Linked DNA regions of Mus musculus: region 2 is linked to region 1. A link is a contact called in public promoter capture Hi-C data. All regions are on one chromosome and are shown on one strand. Each heading gives the region's core, a stretch centred on a gene start, on an enhancer-like site or on the middle of the called end of the contact. The rest is flanking DNA. Distances are from core to core; before and after follow the strand shown.

The links. Capture Hi-C pulls out chosen DNA fragments and counts their contacts.
Region 2: a contact with region 1 is called in a promoter capture Hi-C map of adipose tissue. The contact joins the promoter of Igsf5 here to the promoter of Sh3bgr in region 1. A contact is called at or near these places in 13 of 39 promoter capture datasets (3T3-L1-derived adipocytes, Sertoli cells, cranial neural crest and 8 more), 5 of 15 datasets of contacts at CTCF or cohesin (the NIH/3T3 cell line, embryonic stem cells, pro-B cells and 1 more), 14 of 484 Hi-C or Micro-C datasets (the C2C12 cell line, Sertoli cells, bone marrow-derived macrophages and 7 more), 20 of 115 datasets of contacts at active chromatin or transcription factors (the SCID.adh cell line, Th17 cells, VIP interneurons and 12 more) and 4 of 9 other capture datasets (adipose tissue, liver, macrophages and 1 more).

What each region holds. Positions count from the first base shown.
Region 1 is chr16:96,196,976-96,203,790 of GRCm38.p6, reverse strand. It overlaps Sh3bgr (SH3-binding domain glutamic acid-rich protein), which reads right to left and starts at 3,321. Exons shown (of 8, transcript NM_015825.2): 1 at 3,043-3,321. The coding sequence starts at 3,087.
Region 2 is chr16:96,358,796-96,365,610 of GRCm38.p6, reverse strand. It overlaps Igsf5 (immunoglobulin superfamily, member 5), which reads right to left and starts at 3,854. Exons shown (of 9, transcript NM_001177887.1): 1 at 3,767-3,854; 2 at 1,527-1,604. The coding sequence starts at 1,584.

The DNA.
Region 1 (6,815 bases), core at 2,072-4,571:
TGGAAGGCCCTGTGAGTCTTTGCCTTAAGAGTGGCTACTGCAGGGGATTGAACACCTTGAAAACAGTAAAGACTCTCCCCCTTCCCCTCTTTGCACTGCTACCCCACTGCAGGGGAAGGCTTCTCGAGAAGCGGGCCCTAGAGAAGACATCTGCCCTCTCCTACTTTCCACAGCCTCTTAGGCCAAAACCCTCCTCAACATAGTGTGGCCCAGATCTTTAAATGCAATTGTTAAAATGGGGCCAATTCATACATTCAGGTCCTGATGAGATTATGGGCTTGTTTTTGTTGGCCCAGAACTCATTTTCTAAACCTGTCTGATCTTTGTGGACCCCCAAAGCAGACCACCAACACATGTGTAGCAGAGACTCAAGCAGCCACTGTGTGGTTTTTCCTGTCAAGAAGCTGTTGGGTGAAATTCCTCATTCCTGAACACTCAACGGTAAGATGTGGGGTACTGAGTTCTCATTCTTTTTTTGAGGGGGTTTGGTTTTTTTGAGACAGGATTTCTCCATGTAGTCCTGGCTGTCCTGTAGGCCAGGCTGGCCTCGAACTCACAGAGGTCCACCTGCCTCTGCCTCTGCCTCTGCCTCTGCCTCTGCCTCTGCCTCTGCCTCTGCCTCTGCCTCTGCCTCTGCCTCTGCCTCTGCCTCTGCCTCTGCCTCTGCCTCTGCCTCTGCCTCTGCCTCTGCCTCTGCCTCTGCCTCTGCCTCTGCCTCCTGGGTGTGCCACCACCACCTTGCATGACCTCATCTTTATGGAAGAAACTCTTCCACTTACAAGGTTTTAGACAGTCCTTTCAAAATGTAATGACCATTGCCTTGGTTCTACTAAAAAAATAGTTGCTAATCGCCACAGTAAAAATGCTCATTAATACATATCATCAATAATTAATTCATGGTGGCTAGTAGAGATTAAAATGGCAACTAACATTAACAAACAGCTGCCAGTGACTATAATTAATAATCACAGAACTTTCCAGTGCCTGGACAGGCCCTGGCACTGTGATGGGCACCCGAGTGTGGTATCTCAGAAGTCCTCATGACCAAGCTATGAGGTGAACACTATTCTTATCCTCATTTTACAGACAAGGAAATTGAGGTTTAGAAAGGACAAACACCTCCAAGGTCACACAGTTTCAAATGGCACTGAAATATTCATCTAGAGGGTTGAATTCCAAGGTCCAGAGTGAAGGGAGACACCCCACCCCACCCCCACCAGAGTCTCCAAGGCTAAAACAAACTCCCAGACTTCAAAAATGCAGGACAATAAACAATAAACAAACCAAAGAAATCTGTGGGTTTATTTCCATTGTCTGAAGAATACAAACAGCCATATAGAACAGATAAAAGACTTAGGCTGGAGAGGTGGCTCAGGAGTACTGGCTGCTCTTGCAGAGGACCTGGTTTTAATTCCCAGCACCCACATAGTGGTGGCTCACAACCATCTGTTACTCCAGTCCCAGGGGATCTGACACCTCTTCTGGCCTCTATGTGCATCAGGCATATGTGTGATATAGTAACATATATGTATGCAAAATATCCATGCACCTAAAACTAAAAGTAAGTAAGTGACTGTGAAAAGTTTTCAACACTGAGCACTAATGTTTGAAACCCACTTCAAAACCAGCCCATCAGATCACCTATCCTTGAAAATTTATTTCCAATCTAAAAGACCCAAGCGCGAACTCCCAGGATGCAGCACAGTGGTAAGTTAACATGCTTACACAGCAAGGGTGAGGCCCCAGGTGTGAACCCAGCCAGCACTGAAGAAACATGGGTGTGCTCCTTATGTAAACCCATCAACAGCCACGGAAGTTCTGTGTTCTCAATCTCTGTGATTGGAATTCTCCACTCGAGCTGTGTGCTCCTCTTTTTCTCCTAGTCCAGGGCATCGATCAGTTCAGGGCCACATGATGTCATAATTTCCAAGTCTGAGTTAGTCTACATACTACACAACAAATAGAACCACAGAAACCATCCTGGACGAGTGGGTGGGGTTGCCAAACTCTTTTATTTTCTGCCTGCCTTCTCTGAAGATCCTCCTGATTGTCCGCGGTTGGGTGTAGTGGCCTTCAGCAAATTGTGGTTGGGGCTGGTACTTAGCCAGGGCCTGGAAACATCTCTGCGGAGTGACTGTCAGAATTCCAGCCGCAACCTGAGACCCTTCGGAACAGCTATTAAAGGAAACAGCCCCCTCTCTGGTCTCTAACTCTTGGAATTAATAGACTGTTTTCTTCCCACAGCCTTCCTCATTTCTGCTAAGTACTGACTAGAACCTTCACAAGACAGACACTAGAGTCCACCTGAAGCCAGTCTCCTACAATTCATTCCTAGACCTAGAACTGAGTCTCTAAATTGCTCTTATTTCTTCTACCAGCGGGTCTACATAAATGCAGGCTGGAATCAGAGAGTGGGTGGTCTCAAGCAATCCGAGCTAAGCCATATGGAGCTGGGCTTTTAGCTCACACTCTAGGTGCCCTCACATAGGAGAGCATTTAAAACTGTGGGCCTCAGATGGGTTTGCTGCTGTCATTGTGACATCATTTTCTACAAATAATAAGCTCATACCTACTATCTTCTAATGTTTCCAGCTATTTCAAATATAGGAGTAATTGTGCCCCGAGGTCGTTTGGACGATCTGATTCATCTCTCCCTGACCCGTCATCTGTCTCCAAGATTTAGCCTGCGTCTTACAGAATGAATGATAAAGCACTAAAAATTCCAAATGGCTAAAACTACACAGCACTACCAACAGCGCACAAAACACCGGTTAAAAGGAGCATGAAACACTCCCCCCGTCCAGTCACCTTTCACGCCAACCTGCCAGATTACACACTCACATACTTTTTCCAACATCACGAAGACAGAGGCAAAAAAGCGCAGGGCGCTCATGCTCACCGCAGTGTGCAGTTGACTCCCACACAAAAACAAAAACAGCATTCAAGGCCAAAAGCCGGGGCATACCCACTCCTTCTGCCTCCAACCAGGAGTTATCCAGAAAAACACATAGGAAGAAAGCCCACAGAGCCCCAGACACCTACCGCTATGGACCCAGAAGATGTGGCAACAAACACTTTGATAACCATTTCGACAGTCGGAAAGAGGACTCCCCCTAACACACCCCTGCTAGGGAAGTCGCTGGACAAATCCCGCAGTGACGCCCGGGGGAGCAGGTGCCAGGTCAGGGCTGGCGGTGATCCAAGCCTCTGCTCCCAGCCCTCCCCTCCAACCAAGAGGCTAAAGAGCAACGGGGAGGCATCCCGGGCTTCCCCCTCCGTTTGGGATGTCAGGAAAACGATTGGCTGATAAAAGCAGCCACTGGACCCTTTCCCTTATCACTTTAAAGGCCTAACAACAGTCCCTAAAAGGCCAGGCTGAGAGCTCGGGAGCGCACCAATCACAGACCCATGGAGAGGTGCCTAGGGCAGAAGAGGCGGGGCTCTGGAAACTGTGGGGTGTGGAAAAGAAGCGAGTTGTCCAGAGCCTAGGGAAAAGCCCAGAAAAAGTCACCTTATCCAGAACCAGGCTGGATTCACCAGGCCTTGGACAGACCACAGAACTGTGAAGACTGAAACAGCCGCACTGGCCACTTAAATGAAGCGCGGCTTCCTGATTTAAAGTTTTCTAGAGGGTTATTTAAAAACCCAACGAACTGTCACAGGATGGAGATTCCTCTGTGAGTGGCCTGTTTCCTGCTTTCTCCTTCCACCAGCTGTTGGGTGCTGTAAAACTTCACTGACACTTCAGAGCTGGTGGCTGCCGATGACTGTATCTAGAAATAATCTCCCTATTTTAAAGGCTTTGGGAGATGGGGATGTTTATAACAAGCTCTAAAGCATCTTATTTATACAGGTGATTTGAACTGCATTTAAAAAAAATCAGAGTACAAAACTAGTAAAAAAAAAAAAAAAAAAAAAAAGCCCAAATGTTAGCAGCCCAGACTCTGCTGATGGGTTTCAAAGCAAGGTCAAGGACCCATGAGGTGGCTCACTGGATAACGGCCTGCAAGCCCGAACACCTTCCTGAGTTTCATCCCTAGAACTTCATAGTGAAAGGAAAAAAAGCAAATCACACATACACACTCAGACACACAGACACACATATGTGTGCACACATATACACACAACACACACACAGAGACACACATGCACACATATATACCCTAGAACTTTATGGCGGAAGGAAAAAAATACACAAACACACTCACACACAGAGACAGACACACATAAACACACATGTGTGCACACATATGCACACAATAAAAAAACATGCACACTCATACAGAGACACATGCACACACATATACACATAAATATGCACATACATACATGCACACACACAAATACACACATACACAATCACATGCACACACATATATACACATGAATACACAAAGACACACACATGCACACAAATACAATACACACACATACACTCAGACACATGCACACACATACATATGTATACACACAGTAAAAACACAGGCATACTAATACACACAGCCACATGCACACACACACACACACACACACACATATATATATATACATACATACATATACATGAATACACATATGCACACGCACGAATATACACACACATGTTCACACACACAAATACAGACATACACACAAATACACAAAGACATACAGACACACCCATGTACATATATACACACACATACACTCAGACACACATGCACACACATATATACATATGGCGGAAGGAAAAAAATACACAAACACACTCACACACAGAGACAGACACACATAAACACACATAGCGTAGGCTGTGGGCTGTTTCTTCTTTCTTGTTGGTTCTTCTTGAGGCAGCAGAGGGGGAAGAGCATAGGTGGAGGGTAAGACTTTGTCTTATGAGTTTCTGGGGTAAGGCTTTGTCTTACAAAAAATTAAAGGTTGCTGTATAATAAAAAGTTTACTTATCTAAGTCTGAGTTACAGTTGTAGCTGACCTGCCTCTGATCCTCTGAGGCCAGAAACTTCCGTCTCTAGCACATAGAACCTCATCCTAAAACAGCAGGTGATTAAGTAAAGGATTAATTGCTGGAGCCTTCTCCCTATTGTCCAGATGCCTCTTGCTTGTCAGACTAGGGGGATGTTTGGAGCAATAAACTTCTATTGAACCAGGAGAAGAGAATAACACTCTCAGAAGGAAAAACTTTTACATAAGCAAATATGTATAATCTCACATAAATTCATATTCAGCTTCATTCATGTTCATTTATTCATTTTCATTCAAACCCAGCTGGGCCCAGCTTACATACATTCTCACAATCACATATACCTACACACACACACACATACACACATACACACATCCATACTTAAATATGAATATGGAGCAAACGACCAAGCACCGGTGCAGAAAGAACTCACTCATTCTGGATGAAAACTGTACTCCAATCTTTATTACATAGAGAAAGAAAAAAACTTCTACCTTTTTAATGCTAAATGAATTAAACCCATGTGTGTAAGAAAAAAAAAAGCTTTATTTCTTTTAATAAGACTAAACCTGTCTTGTCCTTACAATGGGGTCAGAACAGATCCCATGGTAAGGAGAAGCCTGCTTGCTCCTTCTGCTCTCTGCAACATCTTCTTTCCCTCTGCATTCTGCACATTGCTCTCTTAGTATTTTATGTTACCTATAATTTCTAAGTTACTCCACTCTGCATTCTCCTTCTAATCTAAAAAAATGTTCTGTCTAAAAACTTCTCCTCAGCTCAGTTCTTCTCACCTCCGTTCCTCTCACCCCAGTCCCTCAGTTCTGACTCTTCTCTTTGTCCTCAGCTCTTAAACATCTTTCAGAACACATGATCACATGTTACAAAGTTCATCACAAGTTCACACACAAAAAAAATCAAATCATAAATTGAAATAGAAGTTTACAACGGCAAATGTCTACATGCATATCCATTAGGAGTAATTATCTGGCTAAACATCCATCACCTGTCTCAGCTCCACAGGTTCACTGAGAGTTAAAAACCATAACTAAGTTATTAGTGAAGTTTTGTATAGATAAACTCAGTCAGTATTTTATCTTCTGTCCTAGAACCTATAATAAATCGTTAGTTGTCTTTTAATGACCTTTGGTTAATTGTTTTACAACCTCTTGGAATGTGCTCTGAGTAGGAGAAAGTCTGGTTACCATGGATTGACTGGTGACACTTGGGAGACTGGCAGAGTTCTCACTGAAGCTTTGACTATCAGAAGAGGACTTAATAGCAGTTCCATTATAAAAGAGCTTAATAATCACAGATATAATTTTAGGAATTCTTATAGGATCACATTAAGTCATGTATTTGTCTACATAGCATCACTAAAAGATAGTACATCTTCATGGATCTACTGAGATCTACTTCAAAAGGGGGTGTGCTTCTACTTAGTGGTTGTTATATATATTTAATAATGACAGGAAAAGCATATTAATAGCAGGAATCTTTCCTAAAATGAGTCCCTCACAGCCTTGCTTAATGAGAGCCCACCTGTCGCAGATTATATAATAATCCGAGGCAGGCCACTTCAGGATGATCACCTGCTAGTTATTAGCTTGTCCCATTATGGCTCCTGACATACATGTATACCCATGAATACACACACAGGCACGCACATACTGAGAAATCAGATCACAGGCATTAGGGGCGAAGGCCGTGAGCATTTACTTCCTTCTGGTACCAGACCCTCTCCTACCCTGTTATTCATCACAGAGGAGAGAGGCTGGTGCTCTGGAGCAGCATGAGACCTCTTTGACTCCGGTACCTGCTCTTTTCACCAGTGTCTCAGAGATCCTGAGCCTGG
Region 2 (6,815 bases), core at 2,605-5,104, 160 kb before region 1:
GTCCACCCCAGTTGATGCCCTGAAGGACTTCTGGTGACAAAGCTATGTTGAGGCTGGGGGGGAGGAATATATATATATATGTGTATGTATATATATATATATATATATATATATATATATATATATATATATTTTTTTTAAACTAAGCCCAGAGTTGATCCAGTTCTCTCCAGTCTTTAAAAGACTTTTGTAGCCTCCAATTGTCCCTAAAACATGGATTAAGGTGGCCTGTTAGCCTCTGTCTCAGTCCCTAAACTACTTCCTGGCCTGGTTTTCCTCTCCACTCTGCTGGGAAATGCCCAATGGGCCCCTGCAGGCTGCTTTTCACTGTGTGCTGTTAGAGGGCTCCTCGCGCCTTTACCCCTGAAGTTCTTAGCCAGGAGCACCTAGGCTTCACAGGTAAATACACCCAGAGGTGGAATTTCACCAACCTGCCCACCGGACACCGCTGTCTCCTACTGAGTTTCACTCTGTTATACTTCAGTTAACACTGTCCCGGCCGGACTTTTAAAGCTCATTGTCCACCGATCCAGAATGGAGCACACAAGCTCCTGACGTACAAACAAGCATGGCCGCCCATGCGGCTCCTGGAACTGTGGGCATTTGGGGAGGAGGGAGACAGACGGAGCTTTTCACTGGGTGTCTTGTCTCCAGACACAAGGATGATTCAGTGTGTGACAATTTGTCCAGGGTACCTTGGCCTGCAAATGTCTGTGTATCAGTTCTGACCTTCAAGTTGCCATCATGGGAGACACAGAGAAATGAGAAGCCAGAGGCAGTGGGCAAGCAGTCAAGACCTAATTAATCCCAAGCTGAGAGCACAGACTCTGGGGATTTTGAGACCTCCAGAGTCAGCTCAGCCCAGTCTACTTAGATCCACTGGAGTTCACCCCAGCTGATGCCCTAAAGGACTCCTAGTGACAAGCTATGGTGAGGCTCAGAGAATTGCCATACTCTTAGGGAGGCTTGGAGAACCCACCCTAGATATCACAAGAGTCAAGAAGGCTTCCAGACAGAGGAAACGCCTGAGCCAGCTTTTCCTTGAGAGATACAGAGATTGAAGAGGTGGGAAGCAAGTGGGAAGAATATAACAATAACTGAAACAATTCATGTGACAACCTCATGGACCTAATGGGATAAGCTTAGAGAAAGCCCTGAGGGGACCTTGTGGAGGTCAGAGGCAGAAGGTCCCCAAGGGCAGAGTAACAATGGCAGGAATGAGAGCTACTGAGGAGGTGGCCATGAAACAGAAAGTTGGGGAAAGTACCTGAAAAGGATTGCCTATAGGGGTGACCTGAAGAGGACCACCTGGAGGGAATACCCGAGGAGGACCACCTGGAGGGAGTACCTGAGGAGGACCACCTGGAGGGAGTGCCTGAGGAGGACCACCTGGAGGGAATACCTAAGGAGGACCACCTGGAGGGAGTGCCTGAGGAGGACCATCTCTAGCCTGCCCTACTGCATCATTTGCTCATCCTGCCTTGCTTCTGAAGTTTGTAAACAGCCTGCCTACCTACTGTACCTACCTGTCAGCTGAGCCAGGATGACCAGCACAGCCAGGACATCTCTCCAGCTGCCCTCCATCTCAGCATGATCTTCCTTACCTAAAAGAAGAAGGGAACAGTGATGTTTAGAGCCAAGAGGATCTACTGTGCAGCTCACACCCTCTGGATCCTTCTGTGGCATCGTGTCCTAGGCAGAGCAGTGCTCTCTCAGAGTATGCATTTTGGGGCCATCACAGAGGAAAACTGTGCCTGACCCTGCGGTTACACAGACCCCTGGGAACTCTGGTGCAGCTCACCTCAGAGAATCCCTGAGGGACATGACCTGGCCTTGAGCCTCGTGATGCTCAAGCCTGAGACTCATTCCCAGGTACCCCAGCTCAGGAAAAGGGAAGACAGTGAGGCTTCACCATTTGTCTCTCTGATGCCTTGCAACCCTTAGCATGCACACTGAACACTAACAACGCACATTCCCTACTTTAGAACACGGTCCCACTGTGGGCCTGAAGCACTCAACAGAACTGGAGAGCATGCCTCCTCCATGGGGTCTCCTGGCAACCACGATGCTGCTGAAGTCACAGCCTTCTGAGACTGAACCCTGAGCCCAGATCCAGTCTCACAAAGTGGCAAATAAATCATTTGCTAATTTTCAAGCTCAATTAACACAGGTCCGCAAGGAAATTGCTTCATCAGTCACCTGGAATGCCGGGGTCAGCAGGAAAGGAAGGGAAATTGAGCTGCCCACCTCTGAAAGCCACACTCCATTTGTTGTGGTGTTTGTTTTGGTTATTTTGTTTCAGTTTTGTTTTGAGATAGGATCTTGTGTAGCCCAGGCTGGACTGAAAGACCCTTTGGAGCAGAGGCTTGCCTGAAGCTCCTCACCCTCCTGCTCCTCATGTCCCAAATGCTGTGATTACAAGTGCGTGCTGCCATTCCCAGCCTGAATGATGCCTATTTTACGGAGAGCCACTCACCATTATCGAAACTACAGTGAGGGATGGGCAAAGGTCATGAGGGCAAAGGCCATGAGGAAATGTTTCAACACTGATAGATGAGCTGGAACGGCTACAGCAAAAGGGCACATTCCTTAACCCAGGAAGAACTCCCTTTGGGAGCTTTCTGCCTGACACCTTCACATCATCAGCTGTCCCAGCTGCCCCACAGTTGTCCCAGGCCAGAAGCAGAAGCCAGAAGCCAGCAGTGAGACCACTGCCACAGAAGGTGATACATATGGACACAGCCTCTGAGAGACTGTGCTGCCACGGTTGACAATGTCAAAAGGGGGATAGTTACAGTGTAGACAAAAGTCACACATGTAACTTCAATTAAGTGGGGGCCTAGGTCAGAAATCCTTAGATAATAATACCTCTGTGGGGGGTTGACCCAAACCTGAAACTCAACTTCTCATTCATTTTGCCTCGGAAAGCTTTGAATAACCTACTTTATGTTGAAAAACTGTCATCGTTCCAAAAATATAAGTCTTATTAAGTTGTGCTAATCTCCTACCCACTCCTCACTGGCCTGACAAGGGGGAAAAAAACACTCAGAAAATCTGACATGTCTCCCCCGTAGATTGACAGAGAGACCATGAATCTGCTGCCTCATAACCCCTCGTTTCTGAGCTACTCAAAATATTTTATACTGAGACTTCCAAAGGGTCTGAATATATTGTTTCAGGGAGCAGGGACCAAGGGCTTCTCGGGGACAGTAGGCTTGGCTGGAGTTCCACTGAGCAAGGGGCTTCCTCCAGTCCCAGCGTTTCCGCTACACTATGGAACCCGAAACTCCGTGCACCTGCGTTCAGAACTGCTTCCTCACCGTGGTGTCCCTCTTCCCTGGGGTCTTTTCCCTCACCAGGGTCCCGACTCCTCACTCTCCCGTAATCTGCCCTCTCAGAATACCCAGTGGCAATAGAACATTGTGCTCCCCATGAGGGGAGAGGGCCTTTACAAGTTTGTCTAAGGAATGAGGAGACCGCTTTCCCAACGTCTGGATCCTGAGACCCTCCCCTGAATTCCAGCAGAGCCCTAGCATAACCCCAGAACAGCTCTGTGCAAGACGGGCACTCCATCACAAATTACTGGGATTTTTAAACCCTGAGAACACCCTTCCTGTTTAATTTTCAACCCAGTGGAAGCTGAAAGGCAAACACTGTGTATTTTTGTGGAGAGCCTACCAAGTACCCAGAGAGCCCGGAGGAGAAACCCACCGGGCGAACGAACACCCCTTACAGGAGAGCCTCACAGTGGCGTTGCCTCCCTTACCTCAGGCAGGTAAATCTCTGTATCTCGTTCACACAGGGCTTCCCGGCTTCTGGCTGCTCTCTATAGAAACACGGGAACACTTCTGACTGGACACTCCTCACCCAGGAACAGGAAGTTCCTTGCCAAGTGGCCCTATCCAGTCAGTGCCCAGGCTATAAACCAGGAGGTGCAGACAGGTGTAAGCGCCCCTAGCTGCGGTGACTTTCCTTCTTAACCATTACCCAGTCCAAACACAGGAAGTCCAGGCTCAGGCTAAGAAACAGAGGCGGAGCCTCCACTCTTCCTCCGCCGAGCCTTTTTCCAGTCCTTAAGGGTCAAGGCTGCCCATATCCTGGTTCAATCGCCCTTCGCCACCAGCCAGAGTCTGACCGGCTCAGTCAGCCCCAAAGACTGTGCCAAAATACCTTGGCCTGGCCATCCACCTGCCTCTAGCAGAGGCCCAAGGCCTGGTGGAACCGGTTCCCTCTCCTGCAAGCCAACAGGACAGCCTTCGAGATAAGTGAGCTGGGCTTTACAGTCCAGCCCGCATGGGCGAGAGCTGAAGTTCCTAGAGGAAAAGCATGAAGACTGCAGATTGATTGGCTGAATAGAAATCCCTGATCGTGGGGAGTTGGAATGTTGTAGTGCCAACTTATCCTGGGCTACCTATAGTCGCCTTTGTAGCCATTTATCACCCACCTCTGTGTCTGTAGCATCCTTTTGGCTTATCAATGAAAACTTTTGGATTATTAACTTAGCCGACCGTTGCTTCCACCAAACTAAGACCTAAGAATGTTGTCAGATAGGGCCTGAAACCTGTAACTCGGACTTTTCAGTGTCGCAGGAAAGCGCCTACCCGACGTCCCCAACAACGCGTCTGATTCATGACTGTTCTTTGTTCTGTGATTGAAAGTCCACCATGGAACCCGTCTTTCAAGGGAAACTGAATCTGGTTTCCCTGGCCGGCGTCATGCACATTTGTCTCAGGATAAACTATCCCTTCCTCCCTTTGCAACTAGATAGAGATCCTTTTGTCTGCGGATCTCATTTCCCTGCAGAGCGTTTGTAACACCTCCCCGCAGGCGTCTCAGCAGCACCAGGAGGAAGGAGCCTGGATAGAGGTCCCCTCCTGCCAGCCCCTAGAAGTCCAAGTGTGCACTGTGAACCCCACTCCTGCCAGCCCCCAGAGAAATGAACACGGACTGCAGCCTGGAGTCCTTCCTGGAAGACTGAGCATGGACCGTGACCTCCTCCTTCCAACCCCCATGAGACCCTCTCTCTCAGAGATGCTCCTATTCCAGAAAACACTACCTAGGGATCTTTACAAACATGTCTGAAGGTCTGCTGTCCTGAGGCACTGTGTGCGTTTGAGAGATTTGCGTCAATTCTACGTTTGAGCACAAAGAGAAACTTTTCATGATATTTTTGGCCCTTGCTATTTTAAATTGACAAAGTTCAAATCTGCATAACACATATTCATGAAGCAATTCAGATGCCAGGGAGGTTTTAAAGGAAAGTGGTGGGGTTGCGGGGGACTGGGAAGCCCCAGGAAACCAGGACTGGCCTCAGATGGATGTGGGCATGCTAGGTGGTCAGGGAAAGAAAGCTGGACTGAGGAAACGGCCAGTCAGTCCTTGGGCAGAGGGAATAATGTGCATCAGGTAGCCTGTAATGACAGGAGGACTGGGATCCTGTGACATAAAGAGGTCAGAAGGTCCTGAATGCAGGGGCAGAGCTGGGGTGGTCTCAGATGTGAGCACAGAAGGTCCCAGAAGGTCTGGCTAGGCTTGGTTTTTATATTCAGCTATACAAAGGCACAGGGGGAAATCCATGAGAAGCTTGGGACTGGGAAAGGACCTCAGAGGTGTCTAAGTTCTTAGAAGGAACTCTTTCGTCCCTCAGCTCTGGGACACGAGTGTGCCTATGAAAGTGTGAGTAACAAGCATTCTTTTTGAGCTCTTTGATGATTCTGCTCCAACATCATGGCGGTTCCCTCATTAACTGAGGCATTAAATAAAACCTTCAGCACGTGTTTCACTACAGACTTTCAAGACAGCCGCCATTTTATCTTTATTTTTTCTCCTGAGGAATTTATTTATTTATTACATGTAAGTACACTGTAGCTATCCTCAGATACTCCAGAAGAGGGAGTCAGATCTCATTACGGATGGTTGTAAGCCACCATGTGGTTGCTGGGATTTAAACTTCGGACCTTCGGAAGAGCAGTCCGGTGCTCTTACCCACTGAGCCATCTCACCAGCCCCAAGGAATTTATTTATACGACCACTGGAGATGTTTTTGTTTTTAAAAATTATGAAATAATTGAGCCAATGTTCAACTCTATCCTGCCACCAGAAATACCAATTTTTTTAAAGTTTGCATTTTATTCTATATGTATGAGGGTTTGCCTAGATGTTTGTATGTTGTTATGGTTTGGTCCAGGAACAATGACAACTATTAGGAGGTATGGTCTTATTGGAGTAGGTGTGGTACTGTAGGCGTGGGCTTTAAGACCCTCATCCTAGCTGCCTGGAAACCAGTTTTCTCCTAGCAGCCTTCAGATGAAGATGTAGAACTCTCAGCTCCTCCTGCACCATACCTGCCTAGATGCTGCCCTGCTCCTGCCTTGAAGATTATGGACTGAACCTCTGAACCTGTAAGCCAGCCCCAATTAAATGTTGTCCTTATAAGAGTTGCCTTGGTCATGGTGTCAGCTCACAGCAGTAAAGATCTTAACTAGGACATACGTGTACTACATGCCTGCAGCACCCACAGAGACCGGAAGATGGTGGCAGATCCCTTGGACTGGAATTGTGGGTGGTTGTAAACTCTCTTGAGAATTCCAGAAACCAAATCGTGTTACTCTACAAGAGCAGCAAGTGTTCCTAACCACTGAGCTGTCTCTCCAGCCCCCAGAAATAGAAATTGTATAATGGGTTCAATGTCACACAAAGGAGAAACTGAGAATCCTCTATAAACTCACCATCCCACATAAATAAGCTTTATGAATTTTTAATGAGAAGCTTTAATTATTTTTCTTATTAAAGATGTGATTCACGCTTACTACAGG